Linked DNA regions of Rattus norvegicus: region 2 is linked to region 1. A link is a contact called in public Hi-C data. All regions are on one chromosome and are shown on one strand. The core of a region is the stretch at or near the end of the contact, and the rest is flanking DNA. Distances in the headings are between cores, read along the strand shown. Region 1 overlaps LOC120093732 (a long non-coding RNA gene). Region 2 has its middle 14 kb from the start of Ccdc184.

Region 1 (2,815 bases), core at 257-2,756:
AGCTAAATCCCCAACCCCTTCTATGTATTTCTTATGTTTTTTCTTCGGCTCTTTTTTTTTTTTCTGTTGTTTTTGTCCTATTCAGGTTTGTTCTTTGTAATCATATTTTTTATTGTTATTATTCATTATTACATATTTCAGTTTGTTCTCTGAGACAGTTGGGTGGTTGACAGGATCTGGGAGAAGTTGGGAGAGGGGAAACTAAAATACATTGTATGAAAAAAATCTATTCTCCAGGAATAAAAGTAAACACGAGCTTACAATATGGCCACGTGGGAAGACAAAACAAAAGCGGGCTAAGCTGGCCATCAGGTGCAGTAAGCAGCACCCTCCACGGCCCTGCGGCAGGTCCGGCTTCCTGTCAGGCTTGGCTTCCCTCACAGGATATTTAAGGGAAGCAAACCTTCCGCAGGTAGCTAGTGGCTACAAGGTCCATTAGCAATAGCAACCGCAACTAAGACATCAGGAATAGGTCAAACGCCAGGTAATCTGAACTACGGAGAAATGACCTCCCAAAGGCAGGGGTAGGAGACAGTCTTCTCTGAACTGAGAAAGAAAGAGGCTCAGGGATCAAATCAGGGAAAAACGGAAAAGGAGATTTGGGAACAAGAATCAAGAGAAAGTTGGAAGGAGACAGGATGCGAGCTCAGGCTGAATTGCTCAACTGAGCAGAGCAGTATTGGCGTGAAGTTGGAGTGGCTCCCAAGACGCCTCAGGGTTGAACAAGGGCGCCTTTCAGAAATCGCCTGAGGCAAACACCCCCTCGACATTCAAATGCTTCAGCTTTTTGCTTTCCTTTTCATTTTCTCCAGGGCTCAGGAAAATTGATGAATTATTTTTTAAATGAAAACTGTCTTCATTTTGTCCTATAGAATCCCAATATTTCCCACTACCAGAAATAACTTAAGAACGCTTGGATCTTCATAGAGAAAGGATGCTTGAGGGATATTGAAAAAAATTACAGTAATAACTTAATTAACACTAATGCTAATATTGAAATAACAAAATATGCCACATTTTCCCAAGAACATAAGCACTGCAGTTTAATCATCTGGCAAAGTGGGTGAACTCTTGCAGGAAAAGTTTGCTTGTTTGGTTGGTTTGGGTTTTTTTGTTTGTTTGTTTTGTTTTGTTTTTCTTGCCTGTGGAAGAGAAAACAAGAGACTTGAAATGCCCACTTGCTGGTATGGTTGACTGCTTTACACCAGTGGTTCCTAATCTTCTAGCCCTTTATGTTGTGGTGACCTACCACAGTAAAATTACTTCATTGCTACGTCGTAGCTTGTAATTTTGCTACTGTTACAAATCATGATCTGTGTTCTCTGCTGGTCTTGGGTGACCCCCGTGGGGTCAAACCCCACAGATTGAGAACATCTGGTCGAGACTAACATGGAATGTCTTAGTAAAGAGACGGGATTGCCTGAAGCAGTTCTAGGAGCCTGAAAAGTAAATTAGGATCCATCTCAGAATTTTCTGCTCCAGCGCGGCCTTTGCCTCTTCTGATAGGTATAAGGCTCCCCCTGGAGGACAAAGAGAGCATTTGTTTTTTGTTCAGGCTCCTTCCCCAAAGTTCAGTAATTAATACATTCCTTGATTTTATTTTTATAGATTCATTCATTTAACCTCCCAACTTGTCTTTTTAAAAAAGATTTATTTATTTATTTAATATAAGCACACTGTAGCTGTCTTCAGACACACCCGACCCCATTACAGATGGTTTGTGAGCCACCAGGTAGGTGGTTGCTGGGATTTGAACTCAGGACCTCTGGAAGAGCAGTCGGTGCTCAACCTCTGAGCCATCTCTCCAGCCCTCAGCCCTTTCAGCATGTATTTATTAAATGCTATTACTATGTCTGTTAACTGTGAGAGGTACTTATGATTCTGCCAAGAACAGGATAAACATAGCCCCGACTCCAGGGAGATTACAATTCCACGTGAGAAACAAGTATTACAAAACCATCTGACTACCCGAAGAGTCACAATAGTGATGCACACCATACAGAAAAGGTACAGTGTGTACGTCTTCCCAAAATGTGTATGCTGAAGTCTTAGCCCTTAGCCCTTAGTGTAGGGAGATGAGCTTCTGGAAGGTGATTGCTTGTGAATGTGGCGAATGCCCTTATAAAAGAGACCCCAGGGAGATCCATTCTCCTTCTGTGAGGAAGGATGAAAGTAAAAGAATGGTGATCTATGAGAGACGGGCTCCCACCTCACATGTATCAGCATCTTGATCGTGACCTTCAAATGTCCATTACTGTGACAAATGAGCTTTGACTATTTATAAATAATTCATCAGGTTATATTTTGTTACATTGCATACTAAAATGAAACAAAGTTGAAGAAGAATAGGACTATTCAACAAGGACATCATTCAGGGCGGAAGGCCGAGTGTAAATGTAACTTTTATCCACCAGATGTAATTGTCGTCTCAGAGGCTCACTGCAGAATAAGTTCACCCTTTCTAGTTCTTTCTGGAGTCTGAATGTATGGTTCAATTCTGCTGTTCTGAGTCAAAGTTCTCTCCAAGTTGACTGGTTCTAACTGTCTGTTCTCAGCTTCTCGATGAATTGCCCTGCTTGGAAAAACTGCCTCTGAATTCTGCAAACTTAACTTCACTGACTACACGAACTGAATGGAACTGAACCCAACTGCATTTAACTGAACTGCATCGAACCGCACTGAACTGAACTCAACTGAACTCCGCTGCATTGCCTGAACTGCACTGAGGGACACTCACTGAACCACCCTCCCCTCCTAACTCACTCTGTGTTGCTCTTAACTGGTCTCCCTTTCCTGTCTGTTCTCATGAAGCTGG
Region 2 (3,052 bases), core at 248-2,747, 35 kb after region 1:
CCCAACTTCAACAGACTCTCTCTGCGCACCAATTTTTTTTTTTTTTTGTCAGTCAGGTGCTCCATAGCTCGAGGCTATAGGGTCAGCTGTAGTGATGGTGGGTGGATGCGATACAGAATTCCTTGGTGGCAACTGTTATTCCAAATAAGTACAGAGAAGAGATGTGTGGTACCCCTGTGGGGGAAGAGTTCTTGAAAGGTAGGCTGTGCAGCGTAACAGACGCACTCCAAAGTATCTATGCCTCATAGGTTCGCCAAGTGAGCGTCATGTTCAGATTCGCCTATCTCCGGGGACCCCGTCATCCCTTTCAGATGTTCCTATGTGAGGTGATGGTTTCTGCTCCCCAGTAAGGGAGGCCGGTCTTGTATTAGGGTAGGATAATTTGAATAGAATTTAATGAGGAGTTATTTTTCAAGACCCAGGTGTGGGTGGGCTGTAGAAAAATCACACAAAAAATATCTAGAAGCAGAGAGCTCTGTTCCAAATAGTGGAGACAGAACCTGGAGGAGATAGTAAAAATAGGGACCCCCCCTAAAAAGAAAGCGGATAAGGTAGGGTGGGGTGGGGTGGGGTGGGATGGGGGGGACTAGATATCCAACCTCGGGCTCCACCTTGCCATTCTTGGATCGAACCGGATGGAAGAACGAGAGCAGTTTATGCAGGTCAGTCTTCCACGCCCTGAGATGGATAGCAAGGACGAGGAGTTGATGAGTCAGACAGAAGACATCTAGGTCTTTAGATTTAGTGATACAAATTTTTAGAGTTAGCGTTTAATTTTCGTGACCCGCATACGCTCTATTTCCGTATGCTAAACTGTTTCACAAGACTCGGGGACTTGTGGGGTGAGGACTCTATAAATACTCCCTCTCCTGTCCTGTTGGAGAAGCTTTGCTTTTTTTTTTTTTTTTTTTTTTTGCTTGATTTTGCAAGGAATACCATCACAACACGTACGGTCAAAGCACTCGCGCCAAGGGTTGAACATATACTAGTTGGGTAAAGAGAAAAGTAAATCACTCAAAAATAACGAGGGCGTACAGAGATAAGACACACATCGTGGGAACTCAGAGGTCCCAGGGACTCCACGTACGTGGCAAGAGGGTCTTCTCGAGTTGTTAACTGAAAGGGAGCGATAAGGCGGCTGAGGACACTGCAGTTGTTTACGGGCGGGAAGAGCAGCCCAGCATTACACAATTCGCTAAAAATGGAGCTATCGCTTGGAGAGATTCAGGCTCCGCATCCTCAGACTGGACTGGCAGCTACCGAGCCTTAACGTGATTGGTAGAGGGCTCTCCGGCTATGCTCCGCCCACACCCCAGCCTCCGCCAAAGGGGAGGGTACGCGGTTGGATGGGTATCCCACGCCCTGAGCTCCTGGGCTGCATCCTGCAGCTGCCCACCAAGGCCGCTGCAGTCATCCCGAAATAGACCTTGTTTCTCAGAGGTGGACAAATCTGGATCCGGCGCGGGAGGGTTGGCCAAGGAGACGCCTCTCATTGGTTGCACAGGGCGCGCCGAGAGGCTGAGGAAGGCTGATTGGTGGCAGGTTCCGCCTGGTTCTAATCAGGTCAAGGCGTGCTGCATCCTCGGGTGCTGCCACCAGGTGGAGCTGTGCAGGGAGATGTGAGGACCTCGGGGAAGAACCTCAGAACTTCTGGGTTCCCTTCCTGTTTCTAGCGGGCTGAGCTAACTCTAATGCAGTGGTTCTCAACCTTCCGAATGCTGCGACCCTTTAATACAGTTCCTAATGTTTGGTGAAGCCGCCAACCATAAAATCATTTTTGTTGCTACTTCATAACAAGTTTTGCTACTGTTATAAATAGTAATGTAAATATCTGATATGCAGGATATCTGATAAGAAACCCAAAGGAGTCGAGACCCACAAGTTAAGAGCCGCTGCTTCAGGCCCACCTAGTCATCTTGTCTTCTTGAATCCAGTCAGACCCCAGCCTCTCCAGAGCCCTTCTTAAGTAGTTGTCTGGCTTTTTGTGAACCCTGCAGCTCTTCCCTTCCGGGAAGATCTGGCGCCGGCAGTAGTTTTCCTTGTGAGCCTTTCTTGTGACCTGTTCCTCTTGGGAGGCTTGACAGTTCCAGGTCACCCCAGGTCAGATTTCTTAGTAATTCCTGGCCCCAACTCACCTTCTGACATGCTCGTTGAACGCAAATCTGCAAGAAATCAACTGGGGGGGGGGGCGGGTGTTGGAATTTTAGTCCTAATAGCCAGTATCCCTTCCCGATCTGCACCTAACCGCTTCTCCGTATTCTTCATGGTTTAGCTAACATCACCTCCTTGGCATTCTTCCGGACCTCCAGAGGTGAGCTAAGGACAGTAACAAAGTTCCACCCCAGTGTAGCTGGTGAACCAATGAGTTTATTTGACGTCAGTCTCAGGGGTACTGACTACCCAGGGGCAGGTATGCTGTTAAAGAAAATATTGCTCTCCTTGAAATCCTTGACCCTGGATATCCCCAGTTCTGCTCCCTCTATTAACTAGCTAGGTGTCTTTAGGAAGAGGAGAAGTCTCATAAGTCCCTCCCCTTCCCCTTCAGTGACTAGTCAATGGTGTGCTCAATCACCTTTAGGTAATCACAGCTGCGGAGGAAGAGGTCCAGAGGATAATAACAGGGTCATCCCAGAGGAGGAGGGGCCTAAGTTGTGGGGACAGGGCACCTGAGTGAGAACGGTAGCTACGCCCTTTAAATGCTGTGTAATTTGAAAAGAAAAACAACTTCTAGAAACTTCTGCTTTTGATATCAAATAGTGCACGATAGTATCCCATAATGATCCTACTATCGTGGAATTCAACTGTAAAGGTTTTAGGACCAAAGTACTTAATAACCTTGAGCTGCTGTTATCTGTGCTCCAATGGTGTTTTTTTTCCAGACCTTTTAATAATGCAGCCTTTGCTGACCTGCCCTGTTCACCGCGCCCATTGTCTACAAGTGCGCAGAACTGCCAGGGAGCGGTTCTCAACCTGTGGGTCATGACCCTTTCACAGGGGTCACCCAAGCCCATCAGAAAACATTACGATTCATAATAGTAGCAGAATTACAGTT

Evidence for each region. A called contact is a pair of places that touch in the nucleus more often than the background predicts.
Region 2: a contact with region 1 is called in a Hi-C map of Schwann cells, with 2.4 times the contacts expected there. The contact joins two enhancer-like sites. A contact is called at or near these places in 2 of 12 Hi-C or Micro-C datasets (Schwann cells and psoas muscle).

Annotation. Positions count from the first base shown.
Region 1 is chr7:131,156,650-131,159,464 of GRCr8, forward strand. It overlaps LOC120093732 (a long non-coding RNA gene), which reads left to right. Exons shown (of 2, transcript XR_005487407.2): 2 at 2,556-2,815. It also overlaps a transcript of Asb8 not described here. Among named protein-coding and RNA genes, the nearest start is that of Asb8, 10 kb to the left of the region's middle. Within about 2 kb of position 1,507, at least 4 of the 93 cell types and tissues checked have an H3K27ac peak or open chromatin away from gene starts, as enhancers often do. A contact at or near this core is called in Schwann cells, where this site is marked.
Region 2 is chr7:131,191,649-131,194,700 of GRCr8, forward strand. No RefSeq gene overlaps it. Among named protein-coding and RNA genes, the nearest start is that of Ccdc184, 14 kb to the left of the region's middle. Within about 2 kb of position 1,498, at least 82 of the 93 cell types and tissues checked have an H3K27ac peak or open chromatin away from gene starts, as enhancers often do. A contact at or near this core is called in Schwann cells, where this site is marked.